Regions from separate parts of the Pan troglodytes genome. Here region 2 is linked to region 1. Evidence: chromatin contacts called from public HiChIP or PLAC-seq data. All regions are on one chromosome and are shown on one strand. Each heading gives the region's core, a stretch centred on a gene start, on an enhancer-like site or on the middle of the called end of the contact. The rest is flanking DNA. Distances are from core to core; before and after follow the strand shown.

Region 1 (4,620 bases), core at 1,833-4,332:
ACTCGGGAGGCTGAGGCAGAGAACTGCTTGAACCCGGGAGGTGGAGGTTGCAGTGAGCCGAGATCGCGCCACTGCACTCCAGCCTGGGTGACAAAGTAAGACTCTGTCTCAAAAAAAAAAAAAGAATAAATACTGATACACACTACAAGATGGATGAATCTTGAAAATATTATGCTAAGTGTAAATGAAAAAATTCAGACACAAAAGACTTCATATTATGTTATTTCATTTATGTGAAATGTCCAGAACAGATAAGTCTGTAAGAGACAGAAAGTAGATCAGCGGTTGCCAGGATCTGCAGGGAAGAGAGAAATGGGAGATACAGCCGTGGGAGTGATGAAAATATTCTGGAATTAGTGGTGATGACTGTGCAACACTGAATATACCAAAAACCACTGAATTACACACTTTAAAAGGATGAATTGTATGGTATGTATGTTTTTTTAAAAAGTTACCACCCAATCCCAAAAGCTTAAAAACTGTATGACTCCATTTATTTTTCTTTTTCTTTTTTTTTTCTTTTGACAGGGTCTGGCTCTGTCATCCAGGCTAGGGTGCAGTGGTGCAATCTCATCTCCCAGGCTCAAGCCATCTTCCCACCTCAGCCTCCCAAGGAGCTGGGACATCAAGTGCGTGCCACCATACCCAGCTAATTTTTTTATTTTTTATTTTTCTATTTTTGAGACAGAGTTTCGCTCTTTCACCCAGGCTGGAATGAAGTGGCGCAATCTCGGCTCAGTGCAACTTCTGCCCCCAGGATTCAAGCGGTTCTCCTGCCTCAGCCTCCCCAGTAGCTGGGATTACAGATGCCTGCCACCAGGCCTGGCTTATTTTATTTTATTTTATTTTTTAGTAGAGATGGGGTTTCACCATGTTGGCCAGGCTGGTCCCGAACTCTTTTTTTTTTTTTTTTGAGACAGAGTCTTGCTCTGTCGCCCAGGCTGGAGTGCAGTGGCACCATCTTGGCTCACTGCAAGCTCTGCCTCCCGGGTTCATACCATTCTCCAGCCTCAGCCTCAAGTAGCTGGGACTACACGTGCCCGCCACCATGCCCGGCTAATTTTTTTGTATTTTTGGTAGAGCCGGGGTTTCACCGTGTTAGCCAGGATGGTCTCGACCTCCTGACCTCGTGATCCGCCCGCCTCAGCCTCCCAAAGTGCTGGGATTACAGGCGTGAGCCACGGCGCCCGGCCGGTGGGCCGGTCCTGAACTCTTGACCTCAGATGGTCCACCCGCCTCGGCCTCCTAAAGTGCTAGTATTACAGGCACCAGACACCTCGCCCAGCCTATGCGACATTCGTGAAATGACAAAATGGTAGAAATGAGAACAGATTACTAGTTGACAAAAAGAGGTTAACGGGGAGCAGAGGTAGGAGGGAAGGGTATGCGGCTCTGAAAGGGCAACACGGGGATCCTTCGTGATGGAAATATTCTGCATCTCAGTTGTGATATTGTACTCTAGTTTTTCTTTCTCTTCTCTTTTCTTTTTTTGAGACAGAGTCTCGCTCTGTTGCCCAGGCTGGAGTGCAGTGGCGTGATGTGGGCTCACCGCGACCTCTGCCTCCTGGGTACAAGCGATTCTCCTGCCTGAGACTCCCGAGTAGCTGGGATTACAGGCACCAGCCTCCACACCCGGCTAATTTTTGTGTTTTCAGTACAGATGGGGTTTCACCATGTTGCTCAGGCTGGTCTTTAACTCCTGAGCTCAAGGGATCCACCCGCCTTGGCCTCCCAAAGTGCTGGGATTACAGACATGAGCCACCGCACCTGGCCTCTAGTTTTTCAAGATGCCACCTTTAGGGGAACTGGGTAAAGGGTACATAGGGTATGCATTATTTGTTACTGCATGTGAATTTCTAATTACCTCAAATCAAAAGTTAAATTTTTTAAAAAACGACATCTGATTTCAATAAAAATTCATATTTGTGTATTGAAGTATCAGAAATCCGGGTCCCCCAAGGGCCCATGTTTCTTAAGGCGGAGCCAGGCACCGCTGCCCCTCCATCCAGGGCCTGTGGTGTGCGACCCCGACCCGCCAGCCCCCAGCCCCATCTATCAGGGCTGCCGTCCTGAGTCCGTCCTCGTCGTGGGATAGCATGTGAGCCCCGTAAGGTCCCTCCTGTCGGCCTCACTGCTCCAGCCTCCCCGACGTCCTCACATCCACGCTGCGTGCCCTTTCTGAGCCTCAACGCCACCTCCTCACCACGACATGATCAGAGCCACCTCCCGCGTCAGTCCCAGCGCCCACGCCCCCAACAACGGGCACTTGTCCGACCAGTCACGGGTACTTGTGTCTCCCCCACAACCCCCAAGGCCTAGGCTGGACAAACAAATACGGAGTGGATAAAGGGGAGGAAGCTGCGGCCAGGTGGCGCGAGGCCTGTGCGGGCAGCTCCGGAGGCTCGGAGGCGAGCCCAGCCTGGTGAGCTCCGAAACTACCCGGGGCTGGGGGCTGATGAACGAATAAATGAATGTGGGAAGAAATGATGGCGCGGCAGGGCATGAGTGAATGAGTGAAAGAATAAACGAGCAGGAGGAACGATGCTACAGAACTGATCGCCATAAGGCTCGCGTTCACCTAGCGAACAGCAAACGGGAGCCATTTCCGTCCCGACCACGGTCGCCTCTGGCCCGTGCAGGGCCACTTCCGGGCCGCTCTGGACGGCGCGGAGGCCTATCTCTCGGTGGTCCCAGAGGGCCCAGCTCAGGGCCGAGCCCCGTCCTGCCCCGCGCGGCGGGAGTGGTTGGAGCCGGAGGGCGGATCTGTGCCTGGCCGAGGGTGTCCGTCGGCGTCACTCACCGTCCTCGGCCCGCCTCTGCGTCCACTAGGCGCGGCCTGAGAGAGGCCCGCACGCGGGATCGAGCCGCGTGGAATGGTAGGAGGGCGGGCACCGGGTCTCCTGGGAGGCGCGGTTGCATTCGGCAGAGCGGCCCAAGGTCTCGCGTTTCTCCCCACTGCGCCTGCGTAACTATGGCGCGGCAGCGGGCGCGCGCCTTCTGGTTCCCATGGGGACGGCGCCACAGCCAAGCTACTCTGGCGTGCTGCGTTGCCATGGATGCGCTCCGCCCCTTCCTGTACCCGGCCCGCCTCTCCGGCACACACCCAACAGCTACACAGGCGCCTGGGGCTGCCCGGGTCGCGGACGCAAGTCGGTCCGACGTAGCTTCTCCCTGGCGATCCTCCTCCGGCCCCAGGCCGTCTTTACCACCCTGGAACCTTGCTGAGTTCACGCCACTGAGCTGCGTCTCACACCCACGCGCTGTGGAACACCCACCAAGCTGGAATCCACGCGGTTTTTAAAATAGAGTCGGGGGCCGGGCGCGGTGACTCACGCCTGTAATCCCAGCACTTTGGAGGTTGAGGCGGGCGGATCACGAGGTCAGGAGATCGAGACCATCCTGGCTAACACGGAGAAACCCCGTCTCTACTAAAAATACAAAAAATTAGCCGGGCGTGGTGATGGGCGCCTGTAGTCCCAGCTACTCGGGAGGATGAGGCAGGAGAATCGCTTGAACCTGGGAGGCGGAGGTTGCACTGAGCCGAGATCGCGACACTGCACTCCAGCCTGGGCGACAGAACGAGACTCCGTCTCAAAAAAAAAAAAAAGTTGAGTCGGGATCTCTGAAGCTAAGCAGGGTCGGGCCTGGTTAGTACTTGGGAGACCGCCTGGGAACACCGGGTGCTGTTGGCTAAAATAAATAAATCAACCGCGCGCGGTGGCTCACGTCTGTAATCCCAGCACTTTGGGAGGCCGAGGCGGGCAGATCACGAGGTCAGGAGTTCGAGACCAGTCTGACCAACATGGTGAAACCCCGTCTCTACTGAAAATACAAAAATTAGGCTTGTTGGCGCGTGCCTATAATCCCAGCTACTCGGGAGGCTGAGGCAGGAGAATCGCTTGAACCGGGGAGGCAGAAGTTACAGTGAGCTGAGATTGTGCCACTGCACACTCCAGCCTGGGTGACAGAGCAAGACTCCGTCTCAAAAAAACAACATAGACCAGATGCTGTAAGCTAAAATAAATGAATAGCTAGAGACGGGGTCTCGCTATATGGCCCAGGCTGGTCTTGAACTTCTGGGCTCAAGTGATCCTCCCACCTTGGCCTCCCAAAGTGCTAGGATTACAGACTTGAGCCACTGCACCCGGCCTCCACGAGCTCTTTTTGTACCAATTTTTCCCAATTTGTACTAGGGAGCTCTCACCTCAGCCCAGGTGGTTTGGGCAGGTGTGGGTACATGGCCCAGGTCCACAGCACGGGGCAGTCCATCCCTCTGGCCCTGGCAGTGGTCACTTTGGACCTGTGAGCATCGTGGGACTTCTCTCTGAACTGTTAGGGCCTCTATCTGCTTTGAACCTGAGGCTGTGAGCATCTGTCAGCTGGGGCAGCTGCAGCCTTCTTGCCCCCCTGAGGGATGAATCTGTTAAGAGAATGGAGTTCATACAGAAAAGCAGAACTGAGGGATGGTGTGTTAGTTTCCTGTGGTTATGCAGCAAATTACCACAAATCTGGTGGCTTAAAACAGCAGAAATATATTCCCGCCCAGTTCTGGGGACCAGAAGTCTAACATCGATATGACTCAGCTGAAACAAGATGTTGACAGGGCTGAGCTCCCTCTGG
Region 2 (4,603 bases), core at 1,055-3,554, 100 kb after region 1:
ACACTTATAATCCCAGCAGTTTCGGAGGCCAAGGCAGGCGGATCACTTGAGGTCAGGAGTTCGAGACCAGCCCAACATGGCAAAACCTTGTCTCTACTAAAAATACAAAAATTAGGTGGGTGTGGTGGCATGCACCTGTAATTCCAACTATTCGGGAGGCTGAGGCACGAGAATCTCTTGAACCCAGGAGGTAGAGATTGCAGTGAGCCAAGATTGTTTCACTGCGCTCCAGCCTGGGTGACAGAGCGAGATGCTGTCTCAAATAAATAATTAAATTAAAAATTAAAAAATGAAACGTTTGAAGAGTTAAAATGCCTCCAAATATTCATACATAGCTTAAAATGGTAATAATGCCTCTAAGCATTTGATCAAATCACACCTTTAATACTACTTTCTTTTTTTTTTTCTTTTGAGACAGAGTCTTGCTCTGTCACCCAGGCTGGAATGCAGTAGTGTGATCTCAGCTCACTGCAAGCTCCACCTCCCGGGTTCATGCCATTCTCCTGCCTTAGCCTCCTGAGTAGCCGGGACTACAGGCGCCCGCCACCACACCCGGCTACTTTTATTTTTGTATTTTTTAGCAGAGACTGGGTTTCACCGTGTTAGCCAGGATGGTCTCGATCTCCTGACCTCAAGATCCGCCCACCTCGGCCTCCCAAAGTGCTGGGATTACAGGCGTGAGCCACAGCGCCCGGCCACAACTTGAATAGTTCTAAGTGTTGGGTTTTTTTTTTTTCTTCAGGGTTTTTGAACTTTAATACTTCTAAGTGTTGGGTTTTTTTTTTTTCCCCTCAGGGTTTTTGTTTGTTTTTTCCTGAGACAGGGTCTCTCTCTTACCCAGGCTGGAGTGCAGGGGCTCCATCATAGCTCACTGCACACTCCAACTCCTGAACTCAATCCTCCCACCTCAGCCTCCCATGTAGCTGGTATTACAGGCATGCAAGACCATGCTCAGCTAATTTTTATATTTTTTTTATAAAGATGGGGGTCACATTTTGTTGCTCAGGCTGGTCTCAAACTCCTAGGCTCCAGTGATCGCTCACCTTGGCCACCCAAAGTGCTCAGATTCCAGGTGTGAGCCACTGCGCCCAGTCCTGAAATGTTCTTAAATTCTTTCAAAGTAGCAAAATTTATATTAAAACATTCCAAACATGATGAGCTCCCTTGCTCCACAAGGATTTACAAGTAGAATCAATTAGGTGGACAGTTATAGCTGACAGTTGACAGAGAGATAGTTATAGATGGAGGTAGGTATAGAGGGAGGGAGGCAAAAAGAGTTAAGGAACTGGACAGCTGAGAACTGTCTACGGGTTCCAAAAACAAGACAACCTTTTATTATCTGCCAAACAAGACAGTCTACATTGAGACTGCTCTGCCTTTCGTTTTTATGTGTCAAAGACACTTAAATTGGCCTGTAATCCCAGCACTTTGGGAGAACGAGGCGGGCGGATCACCTGAGGTCAGGAGTTCAAGACCAGCCTGGCCAACATGGTGAAACTCCATCTCTACTAAAAAATACAAAAATTAGCCAGGCATGGTGGCGCGCACCTGTGGTCCCAGCTACTACGGAGGCTGAGGCGGGAGGATCACTTGAACCTGAAGGCAGAGGTTGCAGTGAGCCGAGATTGTGCCACTGCACTCCAGCACGGGCAACAGAACAAAGACCCTGTTAAAAACAAACAAACAAACAAAAACTTAAATGAGTCCCAAGAAAAAAGGAAAAAAGAATGAATATTGTGATGTGTGGGGCAAGACAAGATCTAGATGGTCTAAGGACAAGCAAATCTGGGGAATTAACTTCTGCCCATCCAAATTACAAGGAAAACAGATGCTTTGGGCAAGCGTCGAGGAACAGTCCCATACTTAAGACAAATGTAGGCTTACGGGCTGAGAATTCTTGGTGTAAAGGTTGAAAACGGACCTTAAACCTTTACGGGACATTGACACAGAGAGGTCAAACCGGCGCCCAGGACGCACAGTCAGTGAGAGGCAGAGCTGGGAAGGGAACCCGGAGCTCCAGGCATCGGCTCCTCCACCTCCACCTGCCCTACCCGGTGCATTTTCTCCTCCGTGCTCCCTGCTGGTGTTGCCTCTTGGAACCTCGGCAGTTTCTGCTTTCGCACCTGCAGGGTTTAGTCTCCGGGACTGCTTGGGAGGACACCTGGAATGCCGAAGGCAGGACTACACACCGGGCGAATCCACCAGCGCCACCAAGCGCTTGAAAACCCGAGGCCTCCGCGCGACTCCATTTCCCAGCGCCCCGCGCGGCAGGGGCTTGGACGTTGCCAAGGAGACCGGTAGTGGCCCCGCCTCCACGCAGGGAAACAGGCGGGAACCACATGACCCGGAAGGCTGTACGCAAGCGTCCGCGGCGCGCACTGGGCCAATGAGAACCGAAGGGCTGGACTTCCGGCGGTGGGACTGTCACTTCGCCGCCCGCGTCAGGCCACACCGGTGGTCTGGGCTGGGGCCCGCGGGTCGGGTCCGGTTTCCAGGAGGTTCCTGGTGCTCGAGGCTGGCGGCGAGGAAGGTACTGGCTGAGGGCCCGCGTCGGGCCCGCCCTGCGCACGCGTCGTGATCGAGGGCGCCGGCCGCTGGCCGCGCCCCCAAGCCTCTGTTTCTCAGAGTGCGTCGTGGGCGTCCAGGGGACTGTCGGGCCGCGGCGGGAGCCATGCGCTCTCCCACCGTGCGGCAGCCCAGGAGGCTGCGCGCTGGGCGTTCCACGTCCATGATGGCCGGGGAGACTGAGGCGCGGGGCGGCCCCGGGACGCTGCGGGCGGGGAAAGGCTGGGTGGTCCACGCCTTTCTTCCCTCCCAGCTGCGGGTTCGGCTGGCGGCGGTGGCGCTGACAAGCCCGCGCCGGGGAAGCGGGGGAGTCCCTGCTCACACAGACCGCGCCCTCACGGAGGGAGGCCGCTTCCTAGACCTCGCCTAGTCGTCTTTCCTCTCCCTGGCCTGGGGGCGTTGCGGGGGTCAGTGCAAACTCCTGTGTCCAGGGCACTGGTGAGCTCCCGAGTTCGGGCAGCCAGGGGGCTGAGGTCCTGAAGGAGGCTCCGAGGGGAGAGTCCTGTGTGTGCAAAACCTGGGAGGGGAGCCGAAGCCCAGGTGCTTCTGGGACTGAGCGCTCTCGATGTGGAGCTGGAGGAGAGGGGATGCGTGCGGCTGCAGTAGCAGGCGAGGGGGTGGGCTTTATCTCGAGGGCGTCGGGAGACATAGAAGTTTTGAACAGAATCAGGACATCCTCTGGGGACTTTAAAACGGTTCCACCGTTTGTTGCGTGGAGAACAGACATGCAGGGGTGTCGGCATGAAGGGAAGAACCGACTGCCACAGTCTGGGCAGCAGTGGAGGTGGGCGACCAGGTGAATTCTGGTGGATCTGCGGATGCATCAGGTGTGGGCTGTTTGAAGAACTAAGTACCCCATGTTGTTCAGCCTGAGCGCCTGGAAGAAGAGAGCTGCTGTAGATAGAAAGGTGAAAGGAAAGCAGGTTTCCTTCAGGGGAAAGCTCAAGAGTCTGGGATGTCCCAGGTTGGTCATGTCACTGGACCTGACGTTGTTGGTGTCCTGGGCTGTGGACAGGGCCTATGAATTGGACTGAGGAATGGGCAGGGACTCAGCCAGGTGTGGGCAGTTATGGCTTGAGGGTAAAGAAGACCAGCTGGGATGCCTGGGGCTATTGGGAAGAGCCTAGCACCTAACTGAGGAGGGGAGGGTGGCAACAGAGAGGGGAAGAAAGAGAGGGGACACCGGGTGGAAGGAGGAAGGGATTGAGTTCCTCTCTGTTCACAGGTTGTTGAGGCTGCTCCCCTGTGGCGACTGGTGAGAATCATCCAGTCCCTCAGGCTGGATGAGCAGCCTGGAAATGTCAGGCAAGCAGGCTCAGCAGGGGAGGGTCCCGGTGATGGGTATGCCTGGGAAGCCCCAGCTGGGACTCATAGTTTCTTGCTACAAGAGCAGGAAGGGTGCATCTGGGGAGGGTCATGAGTGGTCATGCTGAGTCACGAGTGGACACCTGGGGCTGCTCTTGGTGTGGCAGCTGAGGGCCCAGCCAGGACTTGTTCTAGCCTGCTTGTGTATGGCGTTGCCAGTGGGGAGGCCAAGAAGGCATCTGGGGTCTGGTCAGGGAGGGCAGAGGGGAGGGGTCCCAGACATGTGAGGGAAGTGCCATCTGAAGATGGTGGGGGCAGAATCCAGGGAAGGAGGGTGAGTGTCTGAGGGACATCATGGGAGGTGGCTGTTGGGATGGGGAGCTTGGTCCTGGCTCACAGCCATACCTTAAACCAAGCTTGTCCAACCCACTGCCCAGGATGGCTTTGAATGCAGCCCAAAACAAGTTCGTAAACTTTCTTAAAACATGAGATGTTTATGCAATTTTTATTTTTTTTAGCTCATCAGCTGTTACTAGTGTTAATGTATTTTATGTGTTGCCCAAGACAATTCTTCTTCCAATGTGGCCCAGGGAAGCCAAAAGATTGGATAACCCAGCCTTAGACCATGGCTGTCTCTTCCTCCCTGCTCTTTTAGGACCAGATGGCCTTTGAGGATGTGGCTGTGTACTTCTCCCAGGAGGAGTGGGGGCTCCTGGACACAGCCCAGAGGGCC

What was found. HiChIP or PLAC-seq counts read pairs in DNA pulled down with a chosen protein or histone mark.
Region 2: a contact with region 1 is called in an H3K4me3 HiChIP or PLAC-seq map of stem cell-derived excitatory neurons, with 11 times the contacts expected there. The contact joins the promoter of ZNF324 here to the promoter of ZNF497 in region 1. A contact is called at or near these places in 1 of 7 Hi-C or Micro-C datasets (induced pluripotent stem cells) and 1 of 1 datasets of contacts at active chromatin or transcription factors (stem cell-derived excitatory neurons).

What each region holds. Positions count from the first base shown.
Region 1 is chr20:61,297,212-61,301,831 of NHGRI_mPanTro3-v2.0_pri, forward strand. ZNF497 (zinc finger protein 497) reads right to left here and starts at 3,083. Exons shown (of 4, transcript XM_016936996.3): 1 at 2,801-3,083. The coding sequence starts at 3,054. LOC134809135 (a long non-coding RNA gene) reads left to right here and starts at 2,786. Exons shown (of 3, transcript XR_010153995.1): 1 at 2,786-2,876.
Region 2 is chr20:61,399,152-61,403,754 of NHGRI_mPanTro3-v2.0_pri, forward strand. It overlaps ZNF324 (zinc finger protein 324), which reads left to right and starts at 2,305. Exons shown (of 5, transcript XR_010153988.1): 1 at 2,305-2,530; 2 at 4,526-4,603.